2 separate regions of the Mus musculus genome follow, and region 1 is linked to region 2. The links are chromatin contacts, called in public HiChIP or PLAC-seq maps. All regions are on one chromosome and are shown on one strand. The core of a region is the stretch at or near the end of the contact, and the rest is flanking DNA. Distances in the headings are between cores, read along the strand shown. Region 1 overlaps Vav2 (vav 2 oncogene). Region 2 overlaps Vav2 (vav 2 oncogene).

The links. HiChIP or PLAC-seq counts read pairs in DNA pulled down with a chosen protein or histone mark.
Region 1: a contact with region 2 is called in an H3K27ac HiChIP or PLAC-seq map of regulatory T cells, with 8 times the contacts expected there. The contact joins two enhancer-like sites. A contact is called at or near these places in 8 of 39 promoter capture datasets (the C10 cell line, the HPC-7 cell line, cranial neural crest and 4 more), 27 of 484 Hi-C or Micro-C datasets (the AML12 cell line, B cells, the C10 cell line and 15 more), 22 of 115 datasets of contacts at active chromatin or transcription factors (the 230-238 cell line, the HPC-7 cell line, Th17 cells and 15 more) and 3 of 9 other capture datasets (adipose tissue, liver and pancreatic islet).

What each region holds. Positions count from the first base shown.
Region 1 is chr2:27,288,063-27,292,162 of GRCm38.p6, reverse strand. Vav2 (vav 2 oncogene) reads left to right here. Exons shown (of 28, transcript NM_009500.2): 10 at 259-354; 11 at 745-813; 12 at 3,471-3,557. Among named protein-coding and RNA genes, the nearest start is that of Sardh, 43 kb to the right of the region's middle. Within about 2 kb of position 2,557, at least 70 of the 459 cell types and tissues checked have an H3K27ac peak or open chromatin away from gene starts, as enhancers often do. A contact at or near this core is called in B cells, bone marrow-derived macrophages, muscle stem cells and 1 more, where this site is marked.
Region 2 is chr2:27,402,620-27,406,998 of GRCm38.p6, reverse strand. All of the region lies in intron 1 of Vav2 (vav 2 oncogene), which reads left to right. Among named protein-coding and RNA genes, the nearest start is that of Vav2, 23 kb to the left of the region's middle. Within about 2 kb of position 2,073, at least 90 of the 459 cell types and tissues checked have an H3K27ac peak or open chromatin away from gene starts, as enhancers often do. A contact at or near this core is called in B cells, bone marrow-derived macrophages, muscle stem cells and 1 more, where this site is marked.

The sequences.
Region 1 (4,100 bases), core at 1,308-3,807, 120 kb after region 2:
TCTCAGGGAGCACATGGCAGATCCATGGGCCATGTTCTGCAAGGCCCAGCCCCCTCAGGCACTGTTGTGCAATGTGGTGCCTCAGATCCCAGGGTCCCATCATGTTCTGGGATGTGAGGGGTGGTGACACCAACTTCATGCATAATCTAGAAGACCGAGGATCCAGCTCTGAGGTCTCTTTCTCTGTGTGGCTGGCAGTGGGGCATGAGTTCTCCCAGAAGAGTAATACCCTTTATCCACTCGCTTCTCTCTCTCCAGGAGTGCACACTCAGGGTTCAGGATGGCAAGTTCAAGCTGCAAGACCTGCTGGTGGTGCCCATGCAACGGGTGCTGAAGTACCACCTGCTGCTCAAGGTGAGGCTAGCAGCCTGCTCATCATGCCCTCTGTCACACTGGGCTCTGATGGCATGGGCTTGGACCCACAGGCAGGGTGGCACACACTGATGAATGAGCCCATGTTCAGTACATACCATGAAGGGGTATCCTGGCATCTGGAAGGAAAATTATGAATAAGTTAAGACCATTAGGAAAGTGGGAAGAGACAGGACAGCACCCACGGACCAGGAAGAGGAGAGGAGAGCTGCTATGCTTGACTGCTTCATCACTGAGGCCTTGCACAGTTGTCTACTATGTAAGGGATCCCATGTGTGTTGGAGTTGGACAGATGGACTTGCACTTGAGCTGGTGGGTGGCTTTGTCCTGAGACCTTGAGGGCTCACCCTAGCTTCCCTCTCACTCCCCTAGGAGCTCCTGAGCCATTCTGCAGACCGACCAGAAAGACAACAGCTCAAAGAAGCCCTGGAAGCCATGCAGGTAAGTAAGAGAGGCAGAGCGGGGAGTCCCCAGACCAGTGTGCACACACTCCTGGATCCAGACTGAGCTCCTTGGTAACACTGACAGGACACTGCGGTTGGGCTTAGACTTACATGATGGTGGAAGGAGCAGCAGGCTAGGCTGCTTGCACCATGTGTCCAAAGTCCCCAACTTCACTTGCCTGCAGTTGCCCTGTCCCCACACTGTATTTTCAAGTGTCCACTGGGGTCATCAATGGTTTTTGGGTGCCAGCTCTATCCTGGGGTACCTCTTTTCCTCCTGGGCATCTGCTGATGAAGGTCTGTCCCATGCCCATGCCCTGTCACTCACTGGAAGGTCCCTTTTCACGTGCTGGCTTTGAAGGCCCCTGCCCAGCCATTCTATGCCTCATGTATGGCCGTCCACTGCCCTCAGAAGCTCGTCTGTGTTCTGCTCAGAAACCTTTGTGGCTTCTGCTGTTCTCTGAATCAGGCCAGGGTCATTGAAGATGTGTGTAACAGGAACGCCTCAGATTCCGGGGAAGCCTGGCCATGCTCAGATTCCTGGGCATGCTCTATTCTTTCCCACCCCAAGGTGTGCTCAGGACATGTCCTCTTCCTCACTTAATCTGCCTGCATCCCACTCATCTTGTCTTTGCCATGAACTTGACACAGTCCAAGAAAGTCACCTTCCAGACTCCTTAGCCAAGGGACTGTCAGGCTACCCCACAGTCATACCTGTGCCTCTCATAGACACCTGTCTTAGACAAGGTGAAATGCCTGACACAGGCTAGGTCCCTTTGGCATTGCAGTGTTATAGAAGCAGTGAGTTCCAGCCTTGACTTCTGACCCCTGACCCCTGAGTCCTCTGGTCCATGGTCCCCTTCTTTTCCCAAGACACACCTTGTTTGAAGAGGAAGGTGCTGCAGTCTAACTCCCACACAGGATCAGGGGGAGGACGCTGGCTCTCAAAGCTACCTGCTCTCTGAGAGCAGACTTCATGCAGCTGGAAAAGTTTGCATCAGTTTTGAATGGACTTAAATGTGGGTGCCATGGCTGACATGGGGACCTCTGGCTGGCGCCCCTGGGGAACTGAGGTCACCGCAGCAGAGGGACCACCACATCTTCCCACTGCAGACACAATTCAGTGTCAGCCATTCCTGGAGCATGTGACTCATACTGCAGGTGTACCCTGAACCCAAGCCTGGCCAGTGTGTGGCTTCGGGTCCCTTTGTGGCAAAGTACCCTGAGGTTATATAGCTCCTGACATTCCAAAGAGGGTTTGTGACTCTGTGTTCTTCTTTTCACGGGAGGCTCTTCAAACTGCAAAGTTTAGAAGGCGGCCTGGTTTGCTTTCTGTTACTGTGATGAACAACCACGATCAAAAGCAACTTAGGGGAGGAAAAGTTTTATTTTAGATTATATTCCCAGGTCACAGTCTGTCATGAAGGGAAATCAGGGAAAGAATTCAAGGCAGAAACCATGGAAGAAGGCTGCTTACTGTCTCACTTTCTGGAGCGCTTAGCTAGCTCTCTTCTATAGCCTAGGATTGGCGCCACCTCCAGTGGGCAGTTCCCTCTCTCCTCCATCGTCAGTCAGGACAATCTCTCAGACATGGCCACACAAGACCGTGTGATCAATGCAGTTCTCTAACTGAAGTGCCCTCAGTGAAAACTAATACAGCAGGGAATCTAAAAGCCTTTAATGTCCCCAATGCAAAGCAGAAAACCATTCATCCAGCCAGTGTCTGGGCTGTCACTGCCCTGGAGCTAAGCTTTCCTCAGGGTTGCAGTACACACTCCATGCAACTCTGTTAGCTGGCTGCTTTGCCTCCGGAGCTCTACTGTCTCTGTGGGAATCTCCTTCCCAGACGTGCACTTCTGTGACTCCTGCCAGGGTGCACAGGGCCACACACGCTCAGATCTGTCGCTGCTGTTGATTTAGAACAAAACCCACCCTTTATAAACTGTGGCTTCTGGTAGGGAGCTGCCAGTAGCAAGGTTTGTAGGCTGGCCCTTGAAGTGATCCCAGAAGCAAGAGAGGCCATAAGGGAGGTAGGAACTGGCTCCAGGATGTGGGTCTGGCTTTTGTGTGCCGGGGATTTCCTCTCTGCTCTGCTTTCTGGGTAGGATCCCTGCTGTTCTGTCCCAGCCGCCCCTGGGCATTGCTTCCAGACCATTTCAAACTTTCTGAAGCAAAGTGAGCACTGCCCCCTGGTGACTGACTAGAGGATTGCAGTACTATGTAGGGCTCATACCTTCCCCCCACTCCATCTCCCCCAGCCACTTACAGAATACCCAGGCTCTTCAGGGAAGGTGGGACAGGGGCTTCGTGAGAGCAGAAAGGTCTAAACAGTGGCTGTGTGTGACCCACTGTGGCTTATCCATGCTGGGCTGCATCTCCATTCTGACACAGAAGGCCTTCTGAGTGAGGGGAACCTGGATTTGGGGGTTCCCAGCACCCTCTTCAGCATAGTGTGTACTCTGGGTTCAAATGTTGTGTTCTTCACCTTATTCCTTCCTGGTTCCCTGTGTGTGGTGGTTTTTACTCCCATAGCCCAGAGTTGGAGTGGCCCCAGGCAAGATGGAGGAAGAGTGTGGAATGACCAGCTGGGCTAGGAAGGGGCTGGGAGGTCACCCCGTGTGTGACTCAGTGCCCTGATCCTGTCTTGATTTCCAGGACTTGGCCATGTACATCAATGAAGTGAAGCGGGACAAGGAGACCTTGAAGAAGATTAGCGAGTTCCAGTGCTCCATAGAAAACCTGGTAAGCCGTGGCTGCCTGCGAAGCCTGCCGGGAGTAGGAGGGAGGTCGGGCAGTATCAGCCTTCATCCAGTTCTACCTACTGTGCGGATGAGGTCATCCACGTGTAGGGCTCAGGAGATGGATGTCCTATTGACAGCCTGGCTCTCTTTCTCCCTTCCCAGCCTGAACCCCAGGCTGTGGCGACCAGAGGCAGGACGCTTCGTCTGCTCTGTGGCCCTCCTGTTTCCCTGTCCTCAGGGTGGGCAGTGGGCAGGGTTCGGCTTGGGGGTGGGGCCACGGTCATCTCAACCTGAGAGCTGGCCCTCAGCTTGCCCCTTGTCTAGGAATCAGACTGGGGGCTGTCAGTCAGGGTTGGCCCTCTCTCAGGCATACTCCGGGGAGAAGAGATGAGCTGTTCCTGGACTCAGCCCTGCTTGGCCCCATGTTGGGTCTAGGTCTCTCTGTGTTGGGGTGTTCTGCAATAGGAGACCTTAAGCACGCCCTTGCCCCCACCCATCGGATGCTAATAGCGCCCTCAACCCCAAGTGATGACTGCTCCTCCAA
Region 2 (4,379 bases), core at 824-3,323:
AAGAGACTCTCTTCATGCACGCCTCAGAGTGATGCAGGTTGCTGATTTGGTGGCCAAGTGAGTGAAGGATGAGTGGAGCAGGGAAAGTGGGGAGGAGCTGAGTCCTGCAGGCTCAGCCAGGTGCTCTTGGATAATCATGGAATGTGGTCGGGAAGGCCATCTTGATGAGGACATCGTACGAGGTCCTAAGCCATACATGTGTTTAAGGTGAGGTGGCTTGGCTTTCTGTTTATTTTCTTCCTTCCTTTCTTCCTTCCTTCCTTTCTTTCTTTCTTTCTTTTAAAGATTTATTTATTTATTTATTTATTGTATGTGAGTACTCAGCACACTGTCACTGTCTTCAGACACACCAGAAGAGGGCATTGGATGGTTATAGATGGTTGTGAGCCACCATACGGTTGCTCGGAATTGAACTCATGACCTTGACCTTTGGAAGAGCAGTCAGTGCTCTTAACTACTGAGCCATCTCTCCAGCCCCAGCTTTCTGTTTCTTGCTCTGCCTACAGGGTGAGTTTGCTAGGAACCTGGAATTTGGGGCCTTTGGCCCAGCATGGGAATTCCCGTGATGGAAGGAAGCCCTTCCCACTTCGTGATGCACATCTTTATTGAGAACATCTATTATCATTGTGCACCTGACTAGAGGTGAAACTGTGGCAACAATCTTGAGTGTCCATTTGTGGGGAGACTGGAGGACGCATGTTGGGCTCAGGCCAGGGCAACTATACCCATCTCCATGGTGAGCTAGGGATTTGAGGCACCAGTGAGGAGGTGCGGAACCCAACATCTGATGGCTCCTGTGTCACTCAGAGCACCAGCTTGGACAAGGCACTAGAGCAGCTGGGCAGGGAGGCCAAGGTCATTAGCAACCCTGCCTTCCCTTTGTCTAGGAGAGGTTATTTCTATATTGGGAGAAAAATGAAAACAAAAACAAACAAAAAGAAAACCCAAAACCAAAAAACTGGTCTTACACCAGGCTTCTTCCTGTCCTGTTCATATGAGACAGGACCTGTGACCCTTCCTCAGCACAGGCACCACCCCTGGGCCACTGTGTCCCCCTTTGGTAAGATGGCAGTGGCTATCCCAGCCCAGAACATGCTAGCAAGGATAAGAGGACAAGAAACCAGTGTTCCTAGATGCCTCAACAGGAACTCTGGTTGGCCGTGGGACCCAGGGTGCCAAAGGCATGAAGGAGGCTCCAGTCAGTATACCCTGCCGTTCTCCTGACCCAGCTGTGAAATGCCAGATCTGGTGTAGCTTTCCTGGCCTGTCCTCTATGCCTGGGTAGCCTCTCACATGCTGGGCTCTTTTGGGGTGGGGCCTGAGGGTGAGTCTGCAGCTGTGAGCACTCCTGACCTTGGCCGCCCCACCTGTTGCCCTGGCATCCGTGGAGCCCCGTCCCCTCTCCCTGCCTGGAGGAGGGGGCAGAGATTGGGCACTGAGGGGCCTGGAGCCAGTGGGATTGGAATTTCTAGAAAGTTCAGCTTTTCACTGATTTTTTTCATGGGCCTTTGAGAAAGGGAACCCCAGAGACTGGCCTCACTGGACACACCTCCTTCCACCCCCAGCCCTGAGAAGAGCTATAGTCTAAGAGCTAAGAAGCCATACCTGCTTGTGGGGGGAAAACCAGAAACAAAAGAAGAAGCCATGAACCCAGTGTGGCCTGAGTCTAAGTTCCTGAAAGTTCAGGGGAATTCCTCAAGCTGATGGGGGGTGTGGGGAGCAGTGGGGAGCTGTGTCCTTGTCCTCTTTCTACAGACAGAAGAGTTTTTCCAGTGATCTGAGAGGAGGCCTAGGGGTCTAGAGAGCTGAGGACAGTGCAGGGCCCTGGGGAAGGGTGGATGGTGTGAGGGGACCTGGAAGGTCACTGAGAGCCTGGGTTAGAGAGCTGGAGAAAGGCCCCTCTAACTTCTGAGGAAGTCTTTCTGACTCCCTTCCCCTCCCCACCCCCCAACTCAGGAAACTGCAGAGCTATTTGGTTGGGGTAACTAAGGCTCTTGAAAGGTCAGGGACTTGCCCAGGGCCACCTGGGAAGTCATGTTTAGCAGAGTTCTGCCCTGTGCTATCTGCCCCAGTGGCTTCTGGTCCTAATGTTCAGAGTGAAACTAGGTAAGAGGGGAGCAGATTGAGGGTAACGTGCCTCCCATCTGAGCCTTCCCAGGGTGCATTTTGCTGGAGCAGGGCTGCCACTGATGGCTGACCCCTCTGCTTGTGCGGGAATGGAATTGACCTGGGGATGGATCACTGTTTTTTTTTTTTTTTTTTTTTTTTTTTCCATGATGTAACTGAGAGGCCTGGAGACTTCAGAGGCAAAGTCTTTGGTGGACCCTGTAAGCTGACAAAGTGGATAGTGACTCTCTGGGGCCTCACTAAGAGACTGTTAAGAGACCCAAGGAATCAGCTCGGCAAGCTGCTGGGATGTCTGTTGTTGGCATCATCCTGTGGAACAGAGGTAGCCTCCTCTTTGCATGCAGGGGGCAGAGTCTGTTGGGGCAGCAGGAAGTCTGCCCCCCTCCCCGCCCCCTGCTAAGCTTGTGTTTACTGTACACAAAGAGCAAAATGAAAGCCGATTGCATTTAAGAAACAGGAAAAACATGTTTACATCTCGCCTTCCTCCCCTTGACAGTCCAGACTTATTTCCCTGGAATCTTCTAAAATTTTTTCATTAAGACATTTTTATCAGTCATAACAGAGACACATTCACACCCATCCATCCATCCATATGCACGGGCACACCCACTACATGCTCCCAGGTGTGCACACACCCACCTCTTGCCCACACACAGCTTGCACGCACACACATCACATACCAGCATCCCAGGTGTGCTCACCTAGCTACGACAGCCACGGGAGTGGTTTCCCCATGAACTGAGGGGTGTGCTGCGTGGTTGAGAAAGAGGGGGCTTGCACTGTTTCTAGTAATACATAGAGTTGTCCCATGTGGGACAGTCGCCTGCTTTTGCAGGAATGAGGGGATTGTTGTAGCTGCCCCTCCCACATCAATCATTAATCAAGAGAATGCTCCTTAGGCTTGCTTACAGCCCATCTGCTGGAGGCTTTTTCTCTATCCAGGTTGCCTGTTCCCAGATGACTCTAGCCTGTTTCAGCCACTGGGTAGTGGGTTTGGATCTGAGATCTGCGTGCAGTCTGGAGTCATGGTCTCTGAGGACAGGAGTTCTCGGGAATGGCTGGTGGGGAAGATTTAAACCAAGACCTCTGCCTGGAAGGTGGTTAGGCGTGTTCTACTCTGCCCTACAGTGACATACCACACTAGCTCTGGGGCATCTGCGGCAGAAGTGAGATGTGGTGTCTGGTAGGGAGAGTGAGAGACTGGACTCAGGCAGGGGTCCCATGGAGACTTTGTTACTTAGAGTCCAAGATGGATCCTATGCTAGGCCCTCATGTGGCTGGCCCAAGCTCTGGAGCCCTATCCAGAGCAGTCGGGTGGGGACCTGTGAGCAGTGTGAATGGTAGAGAGGGACAGGAGTCGCAGAAACCAAGGCTTTTGTTTGCTGTTGTTTAGATCAGAACTGTCCTCTGAATGCCCATGTGAAAGGCTTTGTGACCACTGCTGAGCTTTGGGGGACATGAGGGACTTTGGAGACTCCAACATTAGGGGATCATAATTTCTGGATGGATGGTAATCTGTCTTAGGGTTTTACTGCTGTGAACAGACACCAGGACCAAGGCAACTCTTATAAGGACAACATTTAATTGGGGCTGGCTTACAGGTTCAGTGGTTCAGTCCATTATTACCAAGGCAGGAGCAACATCCAGGCAGGCATGGCGCAGGAGAAGAAGCTGAGAGTTCTACATCTTCATCTGAAGGCTGTTAGCAGAATATTGACTTCCAGGCAGCTAGGATGAGGGTCTTAAAGCTCATATCCACAGTAACACACCTACTCCAACAAGGCCATACCTCCTAATAATGTCACTCCTTGGACCAGGCATATACAAACCATCACATTTCACTCCCTGGTCCCCATAGGCTTGTTTAAACACATGAGTCTATGGGGGGCATATAGACACATAGCTTAATAAAAAAGTACATTTAGTCCAACTTCCAAAGTCCCTATAGTCTATAGCAGTGTCAATAATGATAAAAGTCCAAAGTTCAAAGTCTCTTCTGAGATTCATACAATCACTTGACTATAATCCCTGAATCAAGACACTAACTGGGCAAACTCCAAACTCTGCATCTCAATGTCTGATGTCAAAGCAGTTTTCAGATCTCTAACTCCTTTTTCATTTTTGTTGACTGCAACAAACTTCTTTCTCCTGGGCTGGTTCTACTCCCTGTTAGCAGTTTTCCTCAGCAGATAGCCCACGACCCTGGCATCTCGAACATCTTGGGGTCTTGTTACAACTTCTTGTTTCACTGT